2 separate regions of the Mus musculus genome follow, and region 2 is linked to region 1. Evidence: chromatin contacts called from public Hi-C data. All regions are on one chromosome and are shown on one strand. Each heading gives the region's core, a stretch centred on a gene start, on an enhancer-like site or on the middle of the called end of the contact. The rest is flanking DNA. Distances are from core to core; before and after follow the strand shown. Region 1 has its middle 20 kb from the start of Gm40981. Region 2 overlaps Aopep (aminopeptidase O).

Region 1 (5,276 bases), core at 2,753-5,252:
CAGCCAGGCTGGCCAGGAGTGTCACTGTACATAGTCTAGGCTGGTCTTGAACTCAGGGCCAGGTCATCCTCCATATTAATTGAGCCCCAAATTACTACTTACTATGCTTCACCTGATGCTCTTAACTCCCTTTGGCCTGTCCTCAGGGCCATGTTTTTATGGCTCACCTAACCCATGGCAGCTTCTCCTTCCTCGTCCTGCACCTTCTTCTCCTCAAGGTTCTCCTCTGACCCCAAGCCCAGGAAACAACCCCCCCCCATGTCTCTTCTGCCCAGCTGCCGGTTGTTGGCATCTTTATTTACCAATCAGAAATAACTTGGGGGCAGGTTCACAGGTCTAATGTACAGACTCCAGGTCTTGGGGCCACATTTAGCATTACAATACACAGCAAAACCAAACCTCAACAAATTGTGGTGATTCAAGACTGAGGGATAGTGATGATAAAGACTCTATCATTTTCCCCCTTTCCAAGTTCTAAAGGGTTCAGAATCAGCTCTATATGGTACCAGTAACGATAGAAGAAATGCATTGTTGACAGGTACCACTCCCTGTGGGTACTTTCATATCTTTGGGGTGTGCAGATAACTCCAGCAAGAGACATTACCAGGCTAGTACCACCAGTTTCAAGACACTCTGTCTTGCCCTGAAGATCGTAGGATTTCTCAATCAGATCAGGCTTCAAATATCATATTTTTTGTTGCTGTTGTTCCTTGGCACCAACATTGATATTTAAGGACGTATCAACAGTTTCCTCGATGATTAATGAGATGAAATTGTGGACAGGATATGTCTTCCTCTATTCCCAATCTGTTTGTTTGTTGTTTTTTTTTTTAATTGAAGGCAAGAAAAGACTTATTAGCCAGAGAAAACTTGGCTTAAATGTTAGAACAGTTGCCTTTAAAAATATACGTATTTTAAGTGTTCAGAGAATGGCAAGAGGCCAGGAAAGCACTCAGTGGGCCTTTCCCTCCCATGCTCCACATCTTATGGGCAGAGTGTGTGCCTTTTATCTTAAAGCTCCACCCAGACTCCCCTGGTAGGAAGCTTATCTAGTCTTTCCTTCTGTTTTCTATGTAAAGAAAATGGTTAAATATGAATCGAGCAGACTTGATTTGAAGACAAATAGAGTAATAAATGTTAAGATAACAGAAGCCTTTCTCCCCCAAAAAACCCCTTGTCCGTGTTGGGAATGACAGTCTGGTTATTGACTTTATAACTTCCAAAGTGTGGGAGAGACGATAGCACAGTGATCAAGACCAGAAATCACATCAGGGGTGAAGCAATTCAACCCAGCTCCTGCTATCAATGCAGGATTGAAAAGTTCTTACAAACTAAAGGAAGATGTCATAAAATAGAGAAAAGGGAGAGAGAGGAACTGCTTGTATGAGAGACACAGCTGAATATTAAGAATATGTTGAGCAAAAGAAGCCAGACACGTGCACATACTGTGTCCTTGCATTGGAAAATTCAGGAAAGACAGCATTCTATGGAGAGTTTGGGACAGTGGTTGCCTCTGGGGTGGGGGTAGGAAAGGAGTTTGGAGATCTCTATAATGATACAAACAATCCATTTCTTGATGTGGGTGGCATGCTTCAAGGTGTGTGTGCTTGTACCTCTGAGCTGGATCTTCAGATTTGTCTGTGTCACACTATGCACTTCAAGTACAGACATTTTAAAAGGACATCACACTTAGGAGGCATCTAAGGACAGAGCTGTAACTAAATTGACTGACAGATTTTGAGCATATGCTCGCAGGCAAAAGGTTTTTGTGTGATTATCGTTTGATCCTAGCAAATCTCTCCAAGATTAGATGAGGGTTTGTGGGAACCTCATTAGGATGCTCTCCCCTTCCCTTTTCGTGGATTCTGGGGATACCAACGTGCCTCAGTTACAATGTTTCTTGGGATAGGGAGTGCTGGTACTTGATCAGGACTTATCTCTATTGTGTACCTATTCTAAGAATTGCAGAATACCCATCATGCCTTGGAATGATTTTCTTAGGTCAATGGGTCAACTGGAAAATCACTTACTGAGATTCAGACACGGGGAGGGCATTGCAGTGCTGCCTGAGCATCTGAGCTTGGGCATTTCTGGTTCATGCGGTTTGAGCTCAAGTTTACTTAACTCAGAGGAACTGTGTCCCCATGACAGGGAGCTTTGGTACTGATGCAGAATGCATGTTGGTCTATGCCTCTGGTAAAGCCACCTTTCCTGTCCCCTTACTTTATACATAGGCCAACACTGAATGAATATCATGATTGTGGAGTTAGAGTAGAGCTTCAGGCTCTGTGTCTCGTCTCTTCCTTCCCCTCCCCACCCCTCGCCTTCCCATCCCCTCTTCCCCATATGTGCATGTGTGCATGTTCTTATGTATGTGCACATGTGTATGAAAGCTAGACAATATTCATGTGTGTCATTCCTTGGGCACCGTCTACCTGTTTCTGTTTGTGACAGGTTTCTTACTGTCCTGAAGCTCACCAAGTAAGTTACTAGGCTTCCTGGCCATCCAACCCAGAGGACCCATCTGCCTCCACCTTCCCAGTGCTGGCATTACACTCATGCTCTACCACATCTGACTTCTTTCTTTTTAATGCAGATTTTGGGGTGACACTCAGGTCATCAATTTCTGCAAGGCAAGCACCTTCTAGCCCCCAGAAGAGCCCCGTTTGTGGCTGGCATGTCCAGTAGGGTCTTCTGCTCTGGGTAAGACTGTTAAAGGTTATATGGTAAGGTGACTGAAGAGGAACCCAGCTATATTCTTCTGACCTGAAGTCTTGTTCTTGGTCCACTACTCCAGGGAGTGGCAAACACAGCACATTGTGCAAATCCGGCCCAGTACCTGCTGACCCAAGGATGTTCAGCGAAGTTTCAGAGGGCAAATTTGAGTGTGCACAAAATATCCTGGCTTTGCCTCTTGGCCCACAAGAACCTAAAATACTCTTCAGCCCGTCATGAAAGCACATTCTGAGTGCGTTCAGTGTCACTTCAAGCTGTCCCTGTCAGTAAGTAGCAACTCTGACAGGGTTTCTGAACAACAGCTTTTTCTATGCTGCAAGAATAAGACAAGGGACCAGAAAGAGGTCAGCTTTAGTAAGATACTAAAAACCTGTCAGTATACATGTGTGAGTATATACATGCTTATATGCGTAGGGGTACAGGTGTGTGTAGATGTGTGTATGCAGATATTGGGAGGCCAAAGAGGTTGATGTTGGAAGTCTTCCTGTACTGTGCTTTTCCTTAGTAATTGAGACAGAGGACAGCCTCATGTATCATGCATCAAGTACTATCGTCCCACACATACCCTGACTTTATTTTATTTATTTTGAGACAAGGTTTTTAACCACTGTGAAACTTGACAAGCAGGCTAAACTGGCTGGTCCAGTTAGCTTCAGGATCTACCTGTCTTCTACACTCCAGTGCTAGGCTTACAAATGTGTACTACCAAGTCAGCCTTGTGTTGGGTTGTTATTGTTTTGTTTGCGTGAGCACTGGGATTGGGATTGAATTCAAGTCCTCACATTTGTCCGACAAGCACTTTACTGAACCATCTCTCTAGGCCTGCTTTCTGGTTTTCCTTTTTAGCTTGAAAATAGCTCCATGGAAAGCTCATACATTGACATGATTGACATTAAGAAAATCACTCCAAAAAATCATAGAATGTTGATGTCAAAACTTAGTGATTTTTTTTGTTGAGTAGATTTTTGTCTTGGGGGAATCTTAGGGTAGGAAAGGAGGGCTCCTCTAATGAGGAACTTAGGAAGATGTACACCTGACTGTTGAAGATGAGCACATTAAGATAGCCACATCTCAATGCTTCTCTGTGCATTGTGAGTCAGAATCTAATCTCTAATCCCTTTCATCTAGGCTAGATTCTGATTTAGGAAGCCAGGGATGTGGTGACAACCTGAGACTTCTGAGAAACCTTGCAATGTCTACTTGGATGTCTTAGAAAACCTTGTCCCTGGGGGCCCCAAATACCACAGAAGATCATGGGGGACCTTCTACTTGGCGTGTGGGAGAGACCACCTGTGGGCTTTCTAGGCCCAAGGGCCTGCAAAGTCCAGGCTACCTCTCTGTTAAGCATCAGAGAATAGCCGCCAGCTGCCATTACATAGGACAGAAGAATCGCTGATATTCCTAAACCAGAAAATTGGAAAATTAAAAAACAAAGCCATTGTTATTTATCATTGTGTTTCAAGGAGTATGTTATAAACAGGGTAGAGAACTATTGGCTTCTTAGGGTTTCCATACAAACTACCACAAACTGAGTGTCCTAGAATGGCAGAAAAGGATTGTCTCACAATTCTGGAGTGTGGAGGCCTGAGAGGTCAGCAGGGTCCCACTCTCTTTGATGGCTCTAGGTTGGACTCTTCTCTTGGCTTTCTGAGTGAACAACAGCCCTTGTAGGTGCATCAGTCTTAAGTCTGTTGTCACATTGTTTTCTCTCTCCCTCTGATCTCTCTTCATTGCTCTTGCCCCACTTCTCTGCTCTTATAAGGATACTAGTCATATCAAATTAGCTTCCTCTCTAGCCTGGGGAGAGCATATTTTATTTGATTACTTCCATAAAGACCTTATTTCCACATAAGTTCACATTTAAGATACTGGGAGTTAGTAATATACTTTTGGAGAGAGGGACACATCTGACAGACACCTACAACAAAGCACTGAGTACACGCAACTTCCTTGGAGGACTCTAAGAAGCACTGGAGCATGGGGTGGGGAGTAAGACAGGAAAGGCTCAAAATATCATATACTCTGAAGGAAGTTGCCTTTATGAGCAATGGAAGCCAATTCCCCTGGGAGATTTGGTGGAGTGTGCAGAGATCACCACATAGTCATTCCTGCCCCACACACCGCCACCAGTAACAAAGATGAAGAATTGATGCTTTAGTTCCCATCCATCCCTTGCTGAGGAGTGCATCCTGGGAACACTCATTTCCTAGCACTTATGGAAGAATGCCCGAAGATAAGAGAATTGCACCACTGCAGAGCAACAGGCTTGTAGCAAGCTGCAGATGGCACATCTGAGGTGGTGAATGGTGGGTGTGGGTGTGGGTGTGGGCCATGGGTGATCTTTGCCACAGGCATGTTATGTTTTTGTTTTTTGTCAAAGACTCATTGAAAAGAAAATAGTTCAGAGTGCAGAAAGGAAATTTTTACTCTGAGAGTAAAGGGGTCAAAGGGCTTTTCAGGGCAGATGACCCTGGGATTCAATTATTTTGGAGTTTCTAGCACATAATTCCATGTAGGAGCTGAGAAGGTAGTTCATTCAG
Region 2 (5,325 bases), core at 69-2,568, 140 kb before region 1:
TTCCTACTACCTCTGGTGGGTAGTAGGCTAGAGGGGAGGTTAAAGTGTTTAAGAACCATCAAAGTAGGTCTTTGAAAAATCTAAGCCAACAGGTGATCCTGAATTTCTGATCCTCTTGCTTCCAGAAACTGAGGATATGGTATGTGACCTCACATCCCATTTTATGCTGAAGATTGAACCTAGGGCTACAGGCATGCTAGAGAAGCACTCTGCGAACAGCTACATCTTCAGCCACCAAAGGAATACAGTTTTGAAAATAATTTCCTTTTATCTTTGGCCTTTCACTCAATGTGTTCAATTGCACTGTAGAATGAGTTAAGGGCACAAGGCTATATACTCCATACATAGGTCCCTCTCAGGAGAGCCCTTCATACATTATGTTTAAAGACTATTTCTAGAGCTAGTATTCTCCCCAATAAGGAACTAACATGTTTATAACGTTGTCTAGAACCCAGCACTTTTCTCTGTAATAGTTTCAGAAATGAGACCCTGAAACGGTCAACATTCAAATGTAGGCTCTTATCCCTTGCCTTCCATGACTCCCTATCCAGCGAGCACAGCAATAGGGGCTCATTAGTGAGGTGGGAGTGGCTTTCCCTCCAAGAGGAGAATCATAAGTTGGTGGCAACTAGCCACATCAGGCAGGGTGCAGGACTGGAAGAGATTAGCTGCTTATGATGACATCAAAAGGGAGAGATGATTACAAACACAGGTAGAGGATGATTGCTGCAGGCCTTTCAAAGGCCTGGCAAGTTCTCTTGAAGGATGGCTTCAGCAGTTCTCTGTCAGTCTACGTGTGTGTGAACAGTTCAAAGAAAAGGAAACACTTAAGTGCAATCATCCAGAGGGTGAGAGGTCACAGTCCGATGATGATAAAATGCTACTTGTGGGTCTGACAAGCGGCACAGCTGCTCCATAACAAGAAGATTCTAGACAAACAGAAGCCATGCTTTCGCTTTGACCACCCCTCAATGAGAAGCTGGTCCTGCACACTCACTGCAGAGCTGGCCCACTCTGAGCCATGACCCACATCGTCTTCCCTCAGAGCAATGCCTTCAACCCCAGACAGTTAGACAAGTCTCTCCAATGTCGGAGCTCCAAACTCTCAGTCCCTGCACAACTTAATACAAACTGATTACTGTCAAGACCACTGTTTCTTAAACTGTGGGTGGATACCTGAACACTGTAACTGAGTTGGGGGGCAGGGGCACAAAAGTTTGGCCCCAGTGAAATGTTGTTGAGCCTATAACCAGTATAGTTCAAACCCAACACATGCTGAGTTGAACGTGTTTCTGGCAGCAGTTACTGGCATTGCATCATATGTTCACTTTGCACTTCTCCTTGCAGCTCCAAATACTTGTCACAGACTTGCAGCTGCTGAATGTTACCACCGCCGGGTTTTCACTGTGCACACAAGGTTTTCTGCTTTCATGGAAACAAAGATTTAATCACAGGAAGCAAGGACTTATATTTTCCCAATTATCATGCCTCAGCATGCAAGTGTGAGATCAGTGTATCTCTGAATTGATTATTTCATGTTAGCATGTTTGGCTTTAGGAATGCTTAAGTTGCTGATTTGAGTTTCATTTTTTAAAAAAATCATAAAATGAATCGGATCATTAGAATTAGTGCAGAATTTCTAATGATTTTTTTTTAAGCTGGCTGTAAAATACTCCTACCATATTTGTTTGAAACAGCCTTCTGAATGTTGAGGATTTTAAAGTCAAAATATCAATCAATTTTGAAAAATACTGAAGATGTACCATATCCTGTAGTGTCAATTATTCAGCTAGGATTTAACTGTTCATGTAAAGATGCCCAGTCATATCTGTTGCATTAATGTGCATAGTAGTCTTTAATAAATGATGTACTGAAAATGCTAAGATATATTTCTTTACCACTCATCAGTAAACATTTTGGTTTTGTGCTAATTTTACACTTACAATTTTAATATAAAGATCTCTTGCAGAGAGGGTTTGTGAGTGGAAAAGCCAAGGTCACCATGTCGATGATCAGCAAAACCATTGTAGCCAGGGCTTTCCAAGGCCTACAAATCCAATACTTTATGGATAACAGTTACTGCTTTAGGAAAGAGAAATGACGAGCAGAACAAGTTAGGAGAAGACCCCTCAGTAGGAAGAGAAGCAAAGTTAGGTAAATCAGCAGTCAAGTGAAGAGTGTCAAGAAAGCACCGAGGGGGCACACCACCCGCCACCCTCAGAGGGCCACTGCTCAGCGAACAGTCCCAGCAAGCTTGCAAAAAACAAACTTTTCTAGGGACAGAAAAGGAAGGTGTGAGCTGCTTGTCACCTCACCCACCTGTGCAAAAGGCACAAGGGACAGGAGTGCTCATTCAAATGTTTGGGTTTTTAAAGAAACAACCCATGAAAACATTTGAGATTGTACTTAAAATCTGAGAAACCATGGAAGCTCAAAACAAAACATATATGCAAACCCAAGTATGGAGCTTGTGAGAGAAAGCCAAAGAGTTAAGGGTGGGCAGACAGGGGAGTGAACACGCACTGACTTGTCTCGGGGCCTGTTCCTCAGGGAAGAACCACTGTGGGCACAACCCTTGGCATTTAAAGGAGGGGCCTTAGGGAATTAAAGTGTAAGTTAGCAAAAAAAAAAAAAAAAAGAAAAAGAAAAGAAAAAACAATTGAAGAAAGACTTCCAAAGCCTGTGAAACCTTACCACTTAAGATAATGACAGAAACTTATGACTGCTTCCTCTCTGGCAGAAAGGAGTGCAGTCAGAGGCTGAAAACAACAGGCCCTTTGTAGCAGCCTGTTGTGCTTTGCTTATTCTATTACGAATTGGCTGGGAGATAAGAACAAACAAGACAACACCCTGTCTAACTCCAGGGAGAGGGGTGGGGCAACCTGGCTCCAGTCGCTCCTGGGCAAGTGTGTGCAGGACGCCTGTTTGTACTTGAGGTACTTAGGAAACTCCATGCAGAGTCAGGAGCTGGGATAAGATGCAGACATCTTCCATTGCACAACCCAAACAAGTTGTGTTAATAAGGGGCTTTACAATATTTCTCCACCAAGAGCATTGAGAATATTTGCGTAATTATTTCTGTAAACTCTTTGTCAACATTATTTTTGTTCAATAAGAAAAAAAAATCCTTAAAAACTTAGACAAGCAAACATTTACATTGAGCTCCCCTCCCTGTGCCCTACCGTGTGAGCAAGGAATCACGAAACAGACAGCAGGTAAAGACAATGTGGCTTGGGGTCACCTTTCTCCCTTGGCACCGGGATAAGAGTCCAGGCTAGGAGTCAGGTGCTGTGCTAGTTCCAGCAGCGGAGGCTCTGCTTAAGAACAGCAGTTGCTGAGCCCTGGGGCTCTAGTTAGCAGGTCACGAGACAGTACAGCACCCACGACCCCAGGACAAAGCTCGTCTCTGTGGTTGTCCCATATCTCAGTGTCTGCTTATTCTCTCGTGGCTGACCTGAGCCCACCCTAACAAAGCCACCCTCCCTACCCTCCAGTGCCCTTGGTTTTACTTTCTGCAGAGCACACATTTTCACTTCTGTGTATTCCCTATTTCTCCCAGACTGGAATGAAGATCTATCTCATCAACCGCACTTGCCCTTGCAGGTTCTGAAGTTTAAGTGCTGCATCAGACAATATGCTTGATGGAAACACAGAGACTGAGCAGACAGCTACACACAACCTGGTGTGGAGCCAGTTGAAAGGAGGTCAGAGAGCCAGGCGTGGTGGCGCACACTTTTAATCCCAGCACTCAGGAGGCAGAGCCAGGCAGATTTCTGAATTAAAGGCCAGCCTGGTCTACAAAGTGAGTTCCAGGACAACAAGGGCTACACAGAGAAACCCTGTCTCGAAAAACCAAAACAAAAAACAAACAAAAAAAACGAAAGGAGATCAGTGTCTGCCGGCTACTTCAGCCAGCCACACTACCAACTGGACAGAGGCAAGACTAACATGTGAACAGAGAAGTTGAAATGCAGAGCCACATGACTTTTGATGGCAAGAAACAAAGCATTGAGATAATTTGCAGGATTCTTAAAATTCAATTATAGAGTAGGGGGTGGGGTACCTCGATATCAACAAGGTAGTCTTGCCAGCCTAATTCTGCTTTGTGACACATAACTGAACTATTAAAGATAAAAATAGGTAAGACCAGGACATAATTGTGATCTGATGTGAGACAAATAGCAAAATAATCATGTAGAGAGGTAGGACTCACATGTTCACCTTAAGCAATATTCATAAGTCTAGTTCCAGGCTATCATGTCACTGACATTACTGACACTATAGCAAGGTATGGAGTGTGACCAAGACCATCCTTTGCATTCATTTCTCAGTAAAAGGAAAGTGGGTTGGCTGTTCCATCTCAACTTGAGACACGAGAATGCATGAGGTCATAATGAAAACGGTGGAATATTATCTCAACAGCAGGAGAACTTTCTGTACATGAGAAACTTATTTAAAATGTATTCATAACTTTATGACTGCATCCTATTACTCCAAAACATGCAGATGCCATGTTCACAGAGGCAGAAATGAAATGAAACAAACCCAGAAAGTCCACATATCTCAAATGAGTAAAAGATGAGATGGAGCGGGCCATGGAAGACCAAATGCAAGCTGGTAGTCAGACAAGAGTGAAAGTGCCTTTCCTTTGGAACAGTGAGTAAGGAAAGGGCTGGGACAAGAGTATGTAGCTTGCAAGTTGTAAAAATGTGTTTTCCTCAGTTCACTGGAGTCACCTATTTGGCTCAAAAACAGGACCAAAAAAGAGAGTTTTAAGGATTCTTATTCAAGCTATGATAAATAATGTTTAAAACATTGTGTATTGTCCAAACATTTTTAAAAATCCTTTAACACAGTTAATGATTTTCCTGTTTTTGTTCACATGGAGATGCTGAATGCCATTTGCCAAAGTGGAATACTAAAATGGTACTCATTATAATTAAAACGTAATTGCTAAAGAAGCCCAGAGCTATGGAATTTATGATCCTGCTACATGTTTATAAAACAGGGACTCAGGAAAGAGCCAGTTAATTTACCAAGAAGTCCTTTGATTCTCCAGCACACTATAATGATCAGGACATGATGAATTTTGGTTTCTCATGATGGTATCTCAGATTTGAGAGTCTCCCTATCCCTGTTTGGGGCACAGAGTTGACCTCTATGCCTACCATCTTTGCTCCAGCAGAGCCTTGAGCACGGGATAAAGAGGTGAGGCTCCAGGAGCTGGTTGAGTCATTGAGGTGCTCAGCTATATATGTGGCTCAGAGGGTAGAAATCTATAGGGTCAAGTCCAGCAAGTAGAATCAATTTAAATCAGAGTTTGAT

The links. A called contact is a pair of places that touch in the nucleus more often than the background predicts.
Region 2: a contact with region 1 is called in a Hi-C map of the N1E-115 cell line, with 1.8 times the contacts expected there. The contact joins two enhancer-like sites. A contact is called at or near these places in 1 of 15 datasets of contacts at CTCF or cohesin (large pre-B cells), 2 of 484 Hi-C or Micro-C datasets (the N1E-115 cell line and epidermal suprabasal cells) and 1 of 115 datasets of contacts at active chromatin or transcription factors (large pre-B cells).

Annotation. Positions count from the first base shown.
Region 1 is chr13:62,935,292-62,940,567 of GRCm38.p6, reverse strand. No RefSeq gene overlaps it. Among named protein-coding and RNA genes, the nearest start is that of Gm40981, 20 kb to the right of the region's middle. Within about 2 kb of position 4,002, at least 10 of the 459 cell types and tissues checked have an H3K27ac peak or open chromatin away from gene starts, as enhancers often do. A contact at or near this core is called in the N1E-115 cell line, where this site is marked.
Region 2 is chr13:63,070,079-63,075,403 of GRCm38.p6, reverse strand. The region is part of intron 5 of Aopep (aminopeptidase O); the gene reads right to left. Among named protein-coding and RNA genes, the nearest start is that of Gm46422, 22 kb to the left of the region's middle. Within about 2 kb of position 1,318, at least 46 of the 459 cell types and tissues checked have an H3K27ac peak or open chromatin away from gene starts, as enhancers often do. A contact at or near this core is called in the N1E-115 cell line, where this site is marked.